Regions from separate parts of the Muntiacus reevesi genome. Here region 2 is linked to region 1. A link is a contact called in public Hi-C data. All regions are on one chromosome and are shown on one strand. Each heading gives the region's core, a stretch centred on a gene start, on an enhancer-like site or on the middle of the called end of the contact. The rest is flanking DNA. Distances are from core to core; before and after follow the strand shown.

Evidence for each region. A called contact is a pair of places that touch in the nucleus more often than the background predicts.
Region 2: a Hi-C map of blood shows a contact between it and region 1, with 3 times the contacts expected there. The contact joins the promoter of KLHL2 here to the promoter of MSMO1 in region 1. A contact is called at or near these places in 2 of 3 Hi-C or Micro-C datasets (blood and muscle).

What each region holds. Positions count from the first base shown.
Region 1 is chr13:69,387,811-69,392,150 of mMunRee1.1, forward strand. MSMO1 (methylsterol monooxygenase 1) reads right to left here and starts at 2,295. Exons shown (of 6, transcript XM_065904675.1): 1 at 2,232-2,295.
Region 2 is chr13:69,555,522-69,559,861 of mMunRee1.1, forward strand. KLHL2 (kelch like family member 2) reads right to left here and starts at 1,959. Exons shown (of 14, transcript XM_065904666.1): 1 at 1,716-1,959. The coding sequence starts at 1,741.

The DNA of each region.
Region 1 (4,340 bases), core at 1,045-3,544:
AAAAATAAGGAATAACAATACAGTTCTTCTGAAGAGTCCAAGAAATAATACATGTTAACTACTTATGTTGAGGTGACACATAAGCTAAAAGAAGCTAACAATTATTAAGTGCTTTATATACACCAATAACTTCTAAGAGTGTCACATGCTCTCTCTATATTATAGACTACTCCTTACCACAGCTTCAAGGTAGACACTTTTATTATTTCCACTTTACAGATAAAAACTGAGGTTTAGAAAGATTAAGTAACTTCCCCAAATTACAAAAACACTAAGTGGGGGAGCCTGTGCTCTCACATCCATTATATCATATTGTGATCCTAAATTATAAAGCACACAATAAACAGTATAGTAAGAGGGGAATAATTCTCAAAGTTCACCCAAGCCTCCTGAAAGAGTATTCCATATAGGCTGTCTTCATTTTCAGATTTCACATCCATTCTCTAGCAATTACAATCAGTTTTGTATTCTAACCAATGCACTGAATTTACTCCTACTAAATAAAATCACTAAGTTTCCCAGCTGCCAGATCCAACAAAAATATTTTGGAGTTATTTTATCTGGCCCTTCTGGAAAATTTGATACTTCTCACCTTGATATACCTGCCTTTCTCGCTTCTTGGGATTCATATGTATTCACTCTGATTTAACATGTGGTACCATTTGTAGCCACTGCGCTTCCTGCTGCTCTCACCCCTGACTTCAAATCATAAAATCTAGGGAGGAATACAAAGAAAGAACAAGACTGTCACAACATCTGTGATAAGAACAATAAAGGGTTGGAAATATAAAACAGAGAGGCCCAGGAAACAGATCTTAGAGAAAGAGGCATGTAAACTCAAACCTGGAGTGTGGAGTGAAGGCAGTTAAATCTAGTTTAACTAGATCAAAAGAGAGTAAAGTAGGCGGGATGGGGTCGATGGGTGGTTTTGAGCAGAAGAAACATGAGTTGTAGAGACTCAACCAGGAGATAAGAAAGGATACAGCACTTTCCCGTTGAGTATGTCTGTGGTACAGCTTTTGAGAAAGAAAGGCTCAAGAATTGAGGCTGAACAGTTTCCCAGAGATGCTTGACTTACTCCAATTATTCTAGATTGTCAGGAGTGATCATATCTGTTCCCTGTTGTGAGAATATGCTGAAATCCTCTCTCTCTCTCTCTCTCTCTCTCTAAAACCCCAAGTTCTGATTATCCAAAAGTATACTGGCCATCTCCAATTTAGGCAGTTTGGAGGCAGAGCAAAGTCAACATGCCCTCAAATTCGGCCACTACTCCTGGCAACTCTGCCCACACACTCCCTCCCTACCTACTTTAACTTGGTGAACTGATGCCACTACCTACTTAGTCATCTAGGACAGAATATTCCAGATCTCTATCTCTGCTGCCTGGATTAAGTCTTCAAACACGTACCCGATTTAGAGACAACTGGTTTAATTAACATTCAGGAGTTTACTCTCTAGATTTAAGGGAGGGAAATGGATACACTACTGACAACTGAACAAAAGCAAAAAATAGGTATTAAGGAAGAGAGGAGAGGGGAAACAACGAGTGAATTTTCTTTCTTTTTGTCCTCCTTGCACAACTGGATTGACTTGAGGTCTGTCACAGACTCAGAAAAAAAGAAATGTAGTCGTCTGGGGATCCCCCATAGAAACTTTGAAGTTCCCCTGTCTCTGAGACCTGCCAGCAGTGCCTGGCCTTTGCCCTGCCCGGACGCCGAGCACCTCCAAGTGTGCCCTTCTTAAACCCTCCCTCTAAAACACGAGGCCATCATTCGTGTAAACAGCAGACAGGGTTCAGCCCTTCTGCAGACCCTTACAGTTTCAGGGAGCGCCTCCCCACAGATGAAACACCTGGGCCTCTGCTCTCCTTTAACTCTCAGTTTTTCGCCCCCACCCTCCGTACTGATACACGAAGGCCTCTGACTGTCCTCCGCTTCGGGCCTCTCTGGCCACGAAACAGCTTCTCTTGCCGGTACAGCCCTCTGCCCAATTGCTATTCACCCTTTAGAACCCTCCGGGACGCCCTTCCCACCCGCGCGCCCCGCCGCGCCTACAAGCAGGTCTTGCTTCTTCCTTTTGTAGACCTCTAGTCACGGTCACTCTCTGCTGAGCACTGCCTGGTTCCGACATTAAGAGATTGCAATCGTTTCCACCCATACCTGCCGCCAGGCCGTCCGTCCCGGCGTCTGTACGTGGGAGCCGACCGAGGCCCGTCCACCCCGTTCCCTCACCTTATGCACCACCCAGTCTGCCGCCACCGCCTCCAGAGCTGCGATAGGCGCTTCCACCTGGGAGTCGACGGGCTCCTCCGCTGTTATTGGCTTGCGTGGGCCCCGCCCCGCCTTCTGAGAGCCGTGATTGGCCTACGCAGCTGCCGGCATCGTGTGACTCGTGCGAACATGGCACTGGAAGCGCGGCCATTGGCTGCTCAGATGGAGTGAGGATCGTGAGAGCTAGGCGTTCGGCCAGTAGCTGGTCCGCCTGCCCGGCTAGGCGGACGCGAGGCCTTGAGACGTCGCCTAGCAACTTCAGCCCCGCCCAGCACCCTCAGCCCCTTCCAAGAGCATGCGCACTCAGGGAGTTTGCAGGCGCGCCGGCCCTGAAATCTTTACTAGGCGCTGTATTCACTGGAGCCCCTTTAACACTGTTGCGCCTAAAGTTTAGACCTCTTTCTCATCCCAACCCTAGCGTCCTCTGATAACCCCTATATGTACGTGGGAAGTGGGTAACTCCAAATGCAGCGCGATTCCTGTTTGAGCACGGCAAGCCAAGAGTCGGAGGTTTAGAAGAGACGACGCGCAGCAGTTGGTTTTGCTGCCATGGTCGGCCGCCTCCCGCCCCTCCGGGAATGCAGAGGTGTGCACGGATAGGGGTCATCCACGAAATTAAGGTTTCGCTTAAGAGAGCCTTTTTAAAATTTGCACAAGGGCACTACTCGCTCTCGTTGAAGGCATTTTCTTTGCAGGACTTTGTGCAAATGGGACGCTATCGCTTCTTATAGCTGTGACTTTTTTCTCATAGACTGACTTTTGTCCCTGAAATAACAGGCCCGCTGCCATCTGCTTTAGGAAATCCCTCAACCCATTCATCTAACTGTCCCATGTATTTGACACCCACGTTCTTTGTAAAGTATCATGACAGAAGTCATATCAAATGAATAGAAATGGGATCTGTCCCTTGCGTGCTCAGAGCTCTGTCTTCAGGAGGCCTGTGGTATCCTGGGGTAGATGTGTGTTGCACAGCCTAGGTCTCTTCAGGACTGAAGTAGGCCTTCAGTGACCGAGAATGGGTAAAGCCATTTTCCCATGAGGCATTTTTCTTTCCAGTGGGAGTATAAAGGCCCAGACCCGCAACCCTATTTAGGATTCCTTTGATTGGCCAGTTTAGCTACAGACCACGCCCCCCGCTCTCCCATTGACTGAGGTGGTGGGTGTGACTGCAATGCAGTCTACTTTTCCCTCTGCCTAAATACGCTGCCCTCTGTTAAGGCAGGATGAAGAGCATATGCCATGGGGTCGGACCTACCAAGCTTTGCCACTCATTAGCAGTGTGCTCTTAGATAATTTACTTCTCAAAATTTTATCCAGTACTTATTAAAGTGGGTATTATAATAGTTTCTTATGACAATAAATGTGAGTATATATGTAAGCCCATTGCACACAATGCTCAGTAATACTAAGTCGGTTATTATTTCTGACTTAGAGTCCTACTTACTACATTAAAGATATATTATTCTTAATATTAGAGAAGATGCAAGTATGTGAAATGGTCAAATGATTATTTTAAATTTTGGGGATTTAGAACTGAAACGAAACATATAACTCCAAAAAACAAAACAGAAATATGCTCAATTCCTTCCAGTGAAGAAATGGGAAACTACTTCAAACAGGAGGTTAGCTCAAACAGGGGCTCTGTATCAACCTAGAGGGGTGGGATGGGGAGGGAGATGGGAGGGAGGTTCAAAAGGGAGGGGATATATGTATACCTATGGCTGATTCATGTTAAGGTTTGAAAGAAAATAACAAAATTCTGCAAAGCAATTATCCTTAAATTAAAAAATAAAAAAAAAGAAATGGGCAGTTTAGAGAACTTCAACAATAGTGGTAATTTATTGAGACACATCCCTTTGGTGACAAAAGTTCATATAGTCAAAGCTTTGGTTTTCCCAGCAGTCATGTACAGATGTCAGAGTTGGACCATAAAGAAGGTTGAGTGACAAAGAATTGATGCTTTTGAATTGTGGTGCTGGAGAAGACTCTTGAGAGTCCCCTGGACTGTAAGGAGATCAAATCAGTCCATCCTAAAGAAAAGCAACTCTGAATATTCATTGGGAGGGCTAA
Region 2 (4,340 bases), core at 709-3,208, 170 kb after region 1:
AAACACTCCAGTTCTGGAATTAAGAGTATTCCTAGATAAATCAAATGAAAACAAAACCTATTTCTATTCATCATTAAATGAACAGAAATAAAAGTCTCACCAACTTAAGCCACCAATGACTGAAAGGAGTTTTTTGGTTTTAACTTTCTTTCACCCCTGGTTTTCCATTACATCTCAGTCTCTCATTGTTGCAGCACTACTGATGAAGTCTCAGTGGCAAAGAACTCTGCTGGACACCAATATATTCTGTTAGTTGATCTGTATTAGATTCAGTTTATCAGTATTTGCATGCTCACATTTATTTCATTTTTCATTACTTATATTTAAATAATGTGTAACATTCTCTTTTCCTTCCTTCAGAGCCTGCTTTCCCACACCCTCTTCTCGTCTGCATTCTAAGGTACCCCTTTTCTTTCCTTTAGTTCACTTTGCTTCCGAAGCAAAACAGGGTCTGCAGGGGATTGATATAAACGGGGTAGGTTTAGGACAAATAACACCCTACCTAGGATATCCTCTATACCATGTGTTGTCAACAGCGAGGTAGCAATTCGTTTCATGCCTCTGAGCCTGAGCAGAACTCACGTGCTGACACTATGCTCACATTGCTGATGCTAACAACCACCATCATGTTTCCTAGAGGTTCAGGAGTGTTCCCAATCCTACTGAAGAACATGAACAAATCACAAAGCCCTCAAAGCCACAACCATCAACAAGCAACTGAGCTCTTGTTCCTACCAGTCCAGGAATTCGAGTCTCAGGTACTCCTTAATCCTCATGACTTGTTCTACTCAACCTAAAAATTCTGGAAGGCACTTGTAGAAACTGTAGTTTCAGAATTCTATTAGCTCTCCTAAAAGGACTCAACATCAAACAAATTTTCAGCCCAAAACAAATATTTATATTAAATAGCTACAAAAGGCTGCTGTGGTACACTGCCCTGGAGTGAAGCTGGCCGAATCTAAATGAAAAACGATAATGCTCCAAAAATAAGCTGTCATAAAAAGGTACATGGTTTCTCAGAAGAAATTTGCTGGCGGTTTGAAACGTCAGATTCAAAGGGCTCTTGTCCCTTTATAAAGGTTAAACTAAAGAAAGTAAATCAAAATTGAAATGTTCAAAATTCTGGGGGATTAATAGTCCACTTCTAACAAAATGCTTAAAAAAAAATCTTGTACTGAATAATGCAATATCTTCAATGTCTCCCAAGTAACTGTTCAGCTTATTTTGGAAGCAATTTCATTGCAGCTGGTCTTGAATGTACTTGGGTACCAAGGAAAAGACACCTGTGCCTGGCAGGTCGTACACTACTAAATCGCCCAGGGTGCCAGAAGATGCTGTGATTTCTGGATACGATTCTCTGCAGTGCCCGGTGAAAGAGGTCATATGCACTGTACAGTCGCGGCTGAGCTTTTTCCGAGTGATGTGCAAGCTCCTCGGACAGAATTTTACTAGGAATTCGGAGAAACAGGCAAGCTGAGAGGAATTCCTCTCGGCACCGGTGTCTGTACTTTGCAGCTTCCTTTTCCGACGGCCTCGCGCGCATGCTGTGTCTCCATCCCGCCGATGCTCGGCCCTCCCAGGGCTCCAGCTAGCCAGCGGAGGACCCTCCCTACAGCCCGGCGCGGCGACGCCCCGCCCGCGGGTCAGCTGGGTTCCGCCACCCGCCCGGCGGCCGGGCCGCTGCAGCCCCGCCCGCTGCCCTTCCGCTCACTCACGCGGGAGGCCGCGGCGGCGTCTCCATGGCGGCTCCTCTCGGGCTTCAGCTCTGGGGCGCCCGCCGCTGCCAGCACCATTCCAGCTGCGGACGCCTGCCCCGCCCGCCCGTCGCGCCGCGTCCCATCCGCCCGGGCGCCAGCCCACCGCCGCTCCGCACCCGCGCCCGCACCGGCACCCGCTCCAGAGGCGGCGCCGCCAGCCGGCCCAGCTCTGCAGCCCCACTTCACGGGCGCTCTCCGCCTGCCGGCGATGCTGGGGGCGGAGCGGCAGGAGGGCACTTCCGGGTGTGACGCACCCTCGAGACCCCGCCCCGCCTCTTCCTGCCGCCGCCGAGGGGGCTGCCAGGGTGGGTTGGCCCGCCCGAACCCCTGAGCCCGAGACGTGAGGGCGGGGTCCGGTCGGAAAGCGCTTGGTTCCGGCTTTCGGCGTCCACTGACTGCCCGACTCCACAGGCGCGCTTGCTTTGCTCTTTCCCAGTTTGCCTGGGAGGCGGGAGGAGTGGGCGTAGCCGATCCTTCCTTTACAGATAGTGAAACTGAGGCAAGAAGAAATGGCTCGCCTGTCCAGAGTCCCAAGCAGGAACTGGAGCCACCCTTCTCAGGCTGTGATCCCCTCGTTGCGCTTACTGGGAGAGATCTGCAGCACTGGAATGGGATGCAGAGAAAAACTAGGTATCCGTGCCCTTGCACCTGCCTGCCATGAAAATACCAGGTAATTAGGTGAGGGGAGGATGCTAAATGGTGGTCAAGGAAGGCCTCTCAAAATATGTCATATAGAAGAGATGGAAGAAAGCGAATCTTGAGTATCAAAGAGTGCTCAAGGCAGACGAAGAGCAGTGCAAAGACTCCTGGACCTTGAAGAAGTGAAAGAGTACAGTGCAGCTGATGGTTCCCCCAAGTATGCCGCTGGGCAGTGGTAGGATCTGGGAACTTGTTAGAAAGGCAAATTCTCGAGGCCCATTTCAGATCTAAATCAGAAGTTCTGAGGATTAAGCCCAGCAGCCTGTGCTGTGACAAGCCTTCCAGAGGATACTAAGGTTTAAGGACCTCTGTGGTAACTGAAGCAGCCAGGACAGAAGACAGTGGAAGGAGATGGTGTCCCGGGTGTAGTGACAGATCAAGTAGGTCTAGTAGGCCTGTGAAAAGATTTCAGCTTTTATTGAGAAGAGAAACAAATGCTGTGAGCAAGGTGATCTGATCACTAAAAGGATGACTTTGCTGGGATTTGTTTTAAAATCCTCCACCAAAGAAAGGGAGGGTAGGGAATGGAAGAAAGAAGATGGCAAAAATGTTAGTTTTTTTTGCCGAGTGATGAGTGCACAGGGTTAGTCATTTATGTGTAAGCTGATTCTTCTGTTGCTATATAAGCCACAGATGCAAGAAAGCAACCAAAAAATTACCTGCTGGGATGATCAGAGTGATAGAAGTTTATAGATTCTGATTTTGCTGAAAATACAAAGCAGATCAGAATTACTGATAGATTAAATATGAGTATAAGAGAGCAAAGTGAAAGATAATCTCAAGTTTTGGTCTGGGCTCTTGGGAGGGTGGAGTTGACATTTACTGAGATTGAGAAAATAAAGAAGAAACAGATTTTATGTGGGGAGGAGAGTATTTGTCAATTCTGATTTAAACATGGTTAAATCTGAGGTGTCAGTTAAACATTCATATGTAGAGAGGTGTAGACATTTAGATATCTGGAGTGGGCATAACTGTGGGGATTGTCACCATATAGATGGTGTTTAAGGTCTGATTAAGATCAACTATATAGTATAACTAGAGAAAAGAAAAGACCAAAGAGTGAACCCGGGGCCCTCCAACACTAAAACAATAAGATAAGGAGGATTTAGCAAAGGAAACAGAAAAGGGAGCAGTAGTGAAGTAGGAGTAATATCTTGGTAACCTACTGATATGTGCTAGGAAAACACTGCAGAGCTCGGTGGCATTGTTGACCCACCATGAGGAGGGCATACGTAATTGAGTTATTTCTCTAGTGTTAGTAGTGATTTTGTTCAGATCCAAAATTAAACTTCCCGCTTTATAAGGACATTGTAAGAATTAAAATAATCTATTTAAAGTATATAGTACTTTGTGTAATGGAATAACTTCATAAATGTTCATTGCTATCATTAAGTTCAGTTCACTTGCTCAGTCCTGTCTGACTCTTTGCGACCCCATGGACTGCAGCATGCCAGGTTTCCCTGTCCGTCACCGACTCCTGGAGCTTGCTCAAACTCATGTCCATCAAGTTGGTGATACCATCCAACCATCTCATCCTCTGCCATTCCTTTTTCCTCTCACCTTCTGTCTTTCCCAGCATCAAGGTCTTTTCTAAGGAGTCAGTTCTTCACATCAGGTGGCCAAAGCATTGGAGCTTCAGCTTCAGCATCAGCCCTTCCAATGAATATTCAGGACTGATTTCTTTTAGGATGGACTTGTTGGATCTCCTAGCAGTCCACGGGACTTTCAAGAGTCTTTTCCAACACCTCAGTTCAAAAGCATCAATTCTTCAGCACTCAGGTTTCTTTATGGTCCAACTCTCACATCCATACATCACTACTGGAAAAACCATAGCTTTGACTAGATGAATGTATGTTGGCAAAGTAATGTCTCTGCTATTTAATA